Regions from separate parts of the Arachis hypogaea genome. Here region 1 is linked to region 2. Evidence: chromatin contacts called from public Hi-C data. All regions are on one chromosome and are shown on one strand. Each heading gives the region's core, a stretch centred on a gene start, on an enhancer-like site or on the middle of the called end of the contact. The rest is flanking DNA. Distances are from core to core; before and after follow the strand shown.

The links. Hi-C and Micro-C count contacts between places; a contact is called where the count stands out from the background.
Region 1: a contact with region 2 is called in a Hi-C map of leaf, with 1.8 times the contacts expected there. The contact joins the promoter of LOC112772641 here to the promoter of LOC112771539 in region 2. A contact is called at or near these places in 2 of 8 Hi-C or Micro-C datasets (leaf and an unstated tissue).

Annotation. Positions count from the first base shown.
Region 1 is chr18:120,925,803-120,930,629 of arahy.Tifrunner.gnm2.J5K5, forward strand. LOC112772641 (SAC3 family protein C) reads right to left here and starts at 3,404. Exons shown (of 8, transcript XM_025817605.3): 1 at 3,014-3,404; 2 at 2,836-2,936; 3 at 1,367-1,588; 4 at 368-589; 5 at 176-261. The coding sequence starts at 3,260.
Region 2 is chr18:120,743,586-120,748,823 of arahy.Tifrunner.gnm2.J5K5, forward strand. It overlaps LOC112771539 (CO(2)-response secreted protease), which reads right to left and starts at 3,591. Exons shown (of 11, transcript XM_025816308.3): 1 at 3,334-3,591; 2 at 3,104-3,210; 3 at 2,813-2,910; 4 at 327-497. The coding sequence starts at 3,426.

The sequences.
Region 1 (4,827 bases), core at 2,154-4,653, 180 kb after region 2:
GAAAGAGAACATTCGTAATGGGCATGCCTTCCCTCATCATTAAATACATGATATGGCCTCAAGAAAAACCAACAAAAACATCCATTTTCCTTTTTTCTATTTTTGGGATAGCAAAAGAACATTCATTTACTTATTAAAGTATCACAAGAAAGTCAATTATTAGGATAAATATTACCTTAAGATTCTCCTGGCAAATTGCATTTCTTTTGACTTCAGTACTAGGGCTGGTACACAGCAAAACCACAAAGAAAGTGGTTCAACCTGTGGATCAAAAAACAGCAACAATTACTTAGGACCCTACAAGGATGAAAGTAAGAATGGACAGTAGGAAAAAAAAATCTATCACACCAATGATGTAAAGATTAACCGTTGGTTTGCTAGAAGAGTCAAGATGAAGAAGCACATGTAATGAACAGAACTCAGCTTCATTCTCATGCACATAAGTTGAATTTCGATTTGCTTCATACAGATTGAACAAGGATGCCAATGTCTTTGTGAGCTGTTCCAAGTTGAGATGATGCATTGATGCAATGTTTGGATCACTCATAGAATGCCGAAGCTTGTGGTGTGATATAACATGAAATTTCACCTGCATGATTAAACATGTTCAGCTCATTATTTGAATTTTACAAAATGAAACATGGCAGCAAGAAATATAATCACTTCAGAAGAAGATAAATGCATCTCATTTAATAAAGGGAATGACATCATAATCCATCTTGTTCATGTAAATAGCGTGAATCTCTTTAGATTGACACAGCATGAAAAGGGGGAAACAACTCGTGCAAAATTAAAAAATGCCATAACAAATATTGTACACAAACACTGAAACACTAGTAAAAATCAACGTATAGATAGATAAAGAAATGTCTCTGAGCAAAATTCACACATAACTAAATCATTGAAATAGATAAACTTTTCCTTCCCCAGATTGTTATAGGTCTTAGTCAGCATGGTTTTGTGCTTCATAGTATGTAAATCCTCTGTACTATCCTGAACTGATTTCTCAAAACAAGTCTACTTTATTTTCTATCAAGTCATCACATGAACCCATACTGCAAATAGTCTTCCTTTCTCTGATTTTCAGTATCCAAGTTTAGGGTTTAATTTTGACATTCAGAATTAAACATATGTATTGAAAATCAAGTTCCTTAGCCATTCAGTGAATGTGTTAAACGTTAAAATGCAATTTCTGAATCTGACAAACATGGACCTTCCAAGTTTAACAAAACCTGAAGTTGCAAAATCACCTATGATGTGTAACCTAAGTAACATAAAGTAGTGTCATTTGTGAAAAGCTAACCTCAATAAATGATGAAATATACAAAGTACACAAATCATAGAAATCCAAAAGAGAAAACTATACCATTTGCTCATACATATAAATTGCTTTCTTGTTAATGATATTTTGCATGGTAAGATCTTGACGTATGGACCTTGTCCTATCAGAGATAAAGTCGTGAACCACTTCAAAAGGATGCTCTTTAGATTCCAGCAAGCTCATAAGATAATTTAAAGTATCTTCCAATACATTTAGAGGCCGCACATCAAATGGTTGGATATATTTGGTCGATATAGTTCTGCAAAACTGAAGCAAAATAAAATATGAAAAGCTGCAAAACCAAGAGATATTGAATATCAGACAAGACAAGCCTTTTAAAAGCCACTTATAAATTATAATGACATATACAGAGAATATGACTTTAAACAACTATAAAAGGAAATAAGAGGAAAAATATAATCCCTGTGTATTCTAAAAATTACAATCATACAAACAACACTCAGTGTGTAATGAAAAGCCAACTACATAAGCTTTCTCCTATATACTTTAGTCACTATCAGATTTCAAACAAGATTGGCAATGTTGTTTATCAGTTGAGACTCCCAGCAGACTCCCTAATTGACAACTTTTTCATATTCCAGTCAAAGATTTGCTTCAATCCATCTAAGGTTCCTGTGATTTCAGCCCCTTTTAGCGTTTGTTTTGAGGTAATGAGACAGAAACTGAGAGACTGAGATTCAGTATCATATTTGTTGGTTCAAAGACTGGTACTAAAATTTCTGTCTATGTTTCAAAATTTCAGTATTTCAGTACCTCCAAAAAGTGGGAACACAGGAGACTAAAATTTTTAGAGATAGAGACTAAAACTTTAATAACATTTTATACCTAAAATACCCTCATTTCAATTAATTAATTTCAATTAATTAATTTCAATTTTATTCTTTGTGCAAATTAAATTAGAGTTTCATTCTTGTTTTAATTTCTGTCTCCCATTTTGCACCAAATAAAATACTGAGATTTATTTCAATTTCTGTCTCTTAGTCTCTGTCTCTCAGTCTCAGTCTTTCCGTCTCTGTCTCTCCACCAAACGCTACAAGTATCCTAAGTATGTGCAGATTTTTAGTGATGGGAATTGATCAAAGGAAAGGATTAAAGGAATCAGGTAAGGTCAAGAACCGAAACCTTATTTAGCATTCCATTTCTGTTATTTTGGTCAGACTTTGTACACTTAACAAAATCAATCAATATAGAAGAAAATATTTCTTCATCTTCTTTGGGTGCCGTACCTATTGTATCACAGTTCCCACAGTTCTGGGAACTCTATTTAACACCCATATATTACTCTTAACAGACACACAGTCAGACACATAATGTTGACTCTTGAATTGGTGCTTGGCATCATCAATTTTTTTTAGCTTAACCCTTAAAAAAAGAGCCAATAAAAAAAGAAAAAGCAAATTGAGCTTGATACAGCAGAGTACATCCTTCTAAAAGTACATACAAGTGTATATTTAATAATTTAAAACCAGATACCATGAGAGAAACTTCATTACCTTTTTCACGGCAAGGGATGGAGATGATTTTGCAGGATTTCCATGTAGCCTCTCAAAGACTGCCAAATCACGGAGGTTTTCACGCTGGATCCTCTCTCGTTCTGCAAATGGAGACAAAACCTGTTAAAATATTCAACTATATAAATATTTTTTCTTTTCTATTTTTTTTTTAATTTACCTGGGCACATGTACGGACAGGTTCCGACTAAAGGGTTAAAATCGGGAAAGGATTGAGGATCAGCATCAGTAGCGTCTTCCTGCGCGTTATTGAAGGGGACCCTAGCAGCGTTGGAATGAGAGCGAGCAGAAGATGAAAATTTGGATTGATGACGTGTCACATTGGAAGGCTTTTTCTGCGTGTAGGAGGTAGAAGAAGAAGAAGAAGAAAGATTCTGGTGTTGGTTCCTTGATCGACGAGCTTCCATGATGGTTGGAATCTTGTTTCTTATTTGTTTTTAACAGGAGAGCACTCAGCACTTTGCTGATTCAGTACTTGACACTTGACAGGTTTCAAGAGTCTTTGCTTTACAACTGAGACCTAACTGAAGCAGTAAAAAATCATGAGATTCGAATAACACAATAATTAATTAAATATCAACACAACACTACTAGACAGTGAAAATTGAGCAGAGACGGCACTAACCGGAGTAAATCCCCATAATGTTTTTCAGATTGAGCTCGTGCACCAATGTTATTCCTGACTTTTAAATTGCTTTAATTGCACCCTTCAGATTGAGTTCCGTGCGAAATTCTGGTCCTTCCACCTAATTCCGGCGTGACTCAGCAGCCGGAGCTGGCTGCTTATGGTCCACGTAAGAACACACCTACAAGACCTGAGAAACTGCCACTTAGAAAAAGGTCACCTACTCCAACTGGCTCTACATCATTCAATCCAATGGAGGGAGTTAGTGAGGCAACTGCAGCAAGACTCGCCAACTTCCTCAAGTTTGTGCCCACCCTAGAATTCAAACCGCCAAGGAAGAAGTGATTATGATCCTAGCTTTAGGTTGAAATTATAAAAGATTGTAATATTTTATGGAACAATTATCTTAGTCTTTTTTGTTTGGTCATGGTGATTTATAGACACCTCTGCAACTTTTAAATACTAAGTAAGTTGCTGGAATCTAGCTGAAACAATGCTCAGTATTTTTTGGCTTATTATTGTCATCAATGCATTATTGCAAAATTTTATATGAACTATTTTTATTGTCATTCAGTTATGAATTGTGCCTTATGTAAGCTTTTCCTACTGTTGTTTATCCATAACATAATTGGGTGTTCAATTATGTTTACAAAAACAAAACCAAATAGTCATTCAATATATCAAAAACAATCTGATGTCAATTACATTGTTCATAAACTGGATTACACTAGTTCTGTATTTCAGTTCTCACCCTAATCAAACTTTCAACAATAACATCAACATAAACACAAATAACACGAATACCCTTATACCAAGCACTTAGATCATCAGCTTTACATTTCTCACATCTGCTTTCAGTTTGCCCACCTTCCATGCAATGTTCATCTTCATCCCACCATGCTCATCTTCTTCATCAGACTTCAGCGGCACCTCATCCTGTACCGGATCTACCCAGACAAATAACCCACACCAATTCTTTTTACTAGTCTGCAAATATGCATCAACCTTATCAAACAACTACCTCAACTAACCAACACTAGAAATTTCAAACAGTAATTGCACTCACGTTATAATTCGGACACCCGAAGAACGGCTTATTAGGATGACTCTCCGTCCCTGACCACCGAAGGACAGGCCTGCACCCACAACCACACCACTCTGGAACTGCTGAACACTGGCTACGCACAGTGTTCTCTCTCCAGTTTCCGGTCGCAGATGAGCGATTCGACCTCCGAGAAGCATGACTGTCACTCATGGCGGGAGAGGACGAAGAAGAAGAATAAGAGGAAGAGGGAAGAAGAGCTTGAGCTGGACGACGAACCAATTCACACAGGAAGAGGGAAGAACAA
Region 2 (5,238 bases), core at 2,341-4,840:
CACCCTTATAAGGCATGCTTCGTTCCCCTCTCCAACCGATGTGGGCCTTACAAAAATAACAGAGTTTGGAAGAAGAATTAAATTAAATTCATATTAAAATTTTGAAGAATTAATTTAATTGAATAAAAATTAAAAATGTGGAGAATCAATTTGACTAAGAAATAAAATTTAAAGGAAAAAATGTTAAGTAGCACTATTCACAATAAACAAGAACACAATAAAAACAAAGACAATTAGGAGTTAAAAAGCAGTAGGTGTCAATTCATAATTATTGGTTAATGCCAAAACCAAATTAAAAAAAGATTTTTGTAATTGTTGTGACTAACCAGTGTCTATGATCCCAATAATGATATCAGTCTTAGTTGAGAAATGTTGATGTTGATATGCAGCACTAGTGTTGTTCTTCATCCCCAAATCTGATTCCAAGAAATCCCAAGATCGGGTCGTATGCAATTCCAAAATTGGATCTGGGAACACCGACACTACTCCATCATGCCCTGTATGCATTTCAAAAGGAACATTAATAATAATTATGCTTTAATAATTTTTAGAAATCTTATAATAATTAAAATTTATAATAATTATCATTAAAAACTAATATAAATATGTATTAAAATAATAATATCACAATATATAATTACAAAAATATGTGATAATAAAACAGATAAACCAAAAACAATCAAATTTTGTCTTATTTAATTAATAAATATTAAATAAAATAAATTCTGAACTTTTAATTTTTTTTTATCTTTCTAATATTATATATAATTGAGGAGAGTCCACCTGATTTTGGTCATAATCGGGAGAGTTCTACTCAAATGTTCCTTCTCCAATTCAAAAAAAAAAAAAAAAATGGTATTTAATGGAATTTAAGTTTATTTAAGCTTATTTTTCTTACTTTATTTAAGAAAAATTTCCTCATGTTATATCCTAAACTTATCGAAAACGATATGCAGTTCCAATTGCATCCATAGGGTAGTAGGGGAATCAATCATCTTTTGTGAAAGTACATCCTACATCCTTTCAGATTTTTTTTTTTAAAGTTATTTAGTAATCTTAACTCTTTCCTATTGTTAATCACAGATGTAATAAAATCATATTTGAAAAAATAAAGTGTGATCTCTTACTTTTCATTCTATAAATGGAATAAAAAATAAATAAAAAATAATAATAAAAAATAAAATTAAACATTGAACACCACCCAATTTTTTTTCTTTTAAAAAGAATTCATTTCCGGTATTGATATAATCACATGTCATCACTTAATTTATGGATGAAGAAGAATGTTTTTGGCAGTAAAAAGAAAATTAATAAGCAATTTAGAACTAGTAATAGTATCTAAAAGTGCAACATTGAGAGTGTGATAACAATTAAATTGGTTATTCATTTTTTATGTAATAATTAAATTAATTTAAAATTTTTAAATAGGTAAAATATATTTTTATCTCAAATATTTAAATTAAATTCTATTTTACTTCATAACATTTTAAACGTACATCTTATTTTTATCCCAAAAAATTTTAAAAGAGTTCAATATTATTCTACCGTTAAATTAGGTAATGAAATAAGTGATATATAAACATTATAATATTACTAGTTAAGTTATTTTCTTTTTCGTGTGTTAAAGAAACATGATCAAAATCTTTTTGTAACACGTTTTTTTTTTCTCTATTTGTTTTTGGTATAAAATTCTAAATCCTAACAATCATTTATCAAAGCTCTAGAATCAAAAGAAAAATTGTTATAGTGGTGATCGTTGGTGGTGTGATTTTATTTAAAAATTGAAATCAAACGTTATTAGCTCTTTAATACTCAAATTATTCATGTTAAATTTAATAGACAACATTAAATCCGTTTAAAATTTTTTGATATTGAAATATGATGTTTGAAACTTTTTAGAATTTAAATAAGAAGTTTAAAATATTAAAAACCAAATTAAGATTTAAATCAGATGTTAAATACTAAAATAATATTTTATTCTTTTTACAAATTTATAAAATTAATCCCTTAATTTTAAATCGTGAATCAAATTATTCTTCCATCATTTTACTAGTAACATATGAATTTTTCATATCGTAATATATCTAAATAAGTTTATAAGTTTTTCATCTAAGAATATCGGTTTTGGGTTTTATAACTTTTTTTTTCTTTTTGATCCTTGAAATTTGTACATTTTAGTTTGAGTCCCTATATTAAATTATTACAGTAATATATGACGTAGCAGCATTAGATATTGATAGCACATTTGGTTTAATTATTCTATTGGTTTTTATAGTTTTGTAAAATTTTTAATTAGATTTTTATATATATTTTTTTAATTAAGTCCTTGCACCAATTTTTTTAATGGAGTCTCTACACTAATTTTTTTCTTTTTATTTGAGTCTCTACAATAATTTTTTTTTTAAGTTGGGTTCCTATACAATTAAATCAATTACTACTAAAAATGACTTAATTAAAAAAAAAATTAGTGCAGGACCAATTAAAAAAAATATAAGAATCTAATTAAAAATTTTAAAACTATAAGAACCAATAGAGTAATTAAATTTTTTTTTTATAATATATAGTTTTGGACACCAATAATTGTTCCAATAAGACACCATAGCTTATATTCTAACCAATTTAAAGTCTTGATTTTATATAGAACCACTTAGCTCCAATAATAATAATGGATATAAAGTAAATTAACAATGCCTTAATTAATTTCCTCACAATAAAACAGTAGAAAAGTCAAAGGAACAGGATAATCAATAAAATAAAATAATAATAATAATAATTAAAAAAGAAAACAGAGGCAGAGGAGGAAATCAAATACCAGAAAGTGCAGAAGCTTCTCTTTCTGTAAGCATGGCAGAGAACCCACTCATGGCATGGCTGAAATGGTGGATTAGAGATACCCTCTTCTTCTCTTCTCTATCAAAAAATCAAAACCATCAATTTAATAGTGTAAAAATTAAAACTTAATAATTAAAGTTAAGTTAATAAAATGCATGGTTGCTTAATTTCGAGTAACAAAAAATTAATGAATATTAATTAGTACTTTTAATTTTTTAAGGACATCATAAAAACCTAGACCTTATATTTGATACAAAATTAATAATATAACCTTGGAATAACCGAAGACAATAGCTCCAAATGTGATGATTCAGAAATTCGGTAATCATCCCCATTTCTATAATTTGGTGATGAACTTCCCATATAAACAACATAATGCTGCAACAAAAAAAAAAAAAAAACAGAGAAGCTTTTGTAATTGTGATTATGCAACTACAAAATGAAATAAACAATTCTTAGAATAAAATATATAAAGATATGTGTAATAATTAATAAATAAACCTTAGGAATTTGATCTGTGTTTGCTTCACTGCTGATAATAAGAAGAAGAGAAGCTATGCATAGATAAGTAGAGAATTGAAGAAGCAACTCCATAATTGTTATTGAAAGAAGATGATGAGATCAAGTGATAACTGAAGAGGCTACTCATGCAATCATCATCCATTTATAGTGTAAGCTAAGTGAGTGAGACATTATTATTATAATTATGCTTAGTATGAGGAGGTTTATACATGAAGCATGTGATCTAAGACCATCTTTAATCATTCTCTTCATCCACTTATACTATATATGTATCACTACTATTTTACTACTATTATTTTATGAATTTAATTTTTAAACACTGTTAGTATAAAATAGTTTATAGGTGTATCTAATTATATATTGTTATATTAGTAAAAATAATTATTTTTTATATTAATTGTATAAATAATAATTATATATATATAAAAAATATGATTGAATAAATGTATAAAATATTTTACTCTATTAATATATTAAAATTAAATTCATATTTTATTTATTTAATTTAGTATTATTATTTCTTTTTTGGCTTTACCATCTCTCCCAATTAGCCATTCCCATAACCGATTTTTTACTATACTTGATTGATTAGTGTCATAATTATTTCTTGTTTAATAAGTGGAGTAAGCCATCATAAATATTAATTTGTTGTCAAAATAATTTTTCGAAGATTCATAATTATGTTATAACCCAACTGATGTTTTGAGGTTAAAAATTGTGATTTACTCTAAATAAGTCAATAAAAATAGCATTATGAAAAACAACTATCTTAAATATACACTAAAAAATTAATTATTAAATTAATTATTTGTATAAAATATATATTAACTAATTTAGTAACTAAATTTTTGTAGATAGATAGATATTTTTACACCGCATTATATCTTTGATCCTTTTTAGTATGTAATGTTAGGTACACAACATATATAAACTTCAACAGTGTGACCCTACCGATGATAAAATGCTTGAGTTGGATGCAAATACGTGTCCCTTCTTCAATCTCCTTTTTTTTAAAGGAAAAAAAAAAAAACAAAGAAAAAGAAAGAAATGATCATTATGCAACCTCAACCTCAACCTTAAATTACTTTCTAATAAATTTTTTATCGGATAATTTTATTTTTAATTTTTTTATTGCATTTAAAATTTTTAGTTTTTTTAAATCTTGTGATAAAATCATTTTTAAGATTTGAAATTTAAAAAAGTTATTTTTTCAAAATTCGTTTTATGTATGTAAAGCAGCACAATTTTGTTTTCAACTAGTGGGGAAGACTTTGTTATTTTAAATCCAAAAAAACTATTTTATTTTATTTATTTAAACGATTATAAATTTTAATTTTAATTACAATTGGCGGACACAAAATTGTTCAATCCAAAATTATTTTTAGGACTAATTTAGAGATGTATGTATTCTAAATAGAATAGTATATATGCATTAATAAACATTTTAAATGAAGGCAGTTTCCAATGTTATTATTATTTGAATCCCGCTAAGGAGTCAATGGAGTATTAGTATAATGTGTACAATGGATTATTTATTTGGTCCGATATAAATTAAAAAATGAATATCCAAGATAAAATACTACTAATTTCTCAAACACAATACACTCATACTATCCAGAATAACTTCCAATATCAGGAATAATAAACATCTGATATCCCTAAACTCCTATTGTACACATTGTACAGATATTTCATTAGCTCTTTATACTTTTTCTTATTGACTCCCTGTACTTACTCTTATTATTTATATTTCGAATCACATGTTGCACCACTACCCACTAAATCTAAAATAATAAAAAAGTGCTGTTTTGGAATTAATTGTTTTTATTCTATAAGCGTTTAGGCTTCAATCTCTATGAAGGATTAAGGATGATACATATGTAA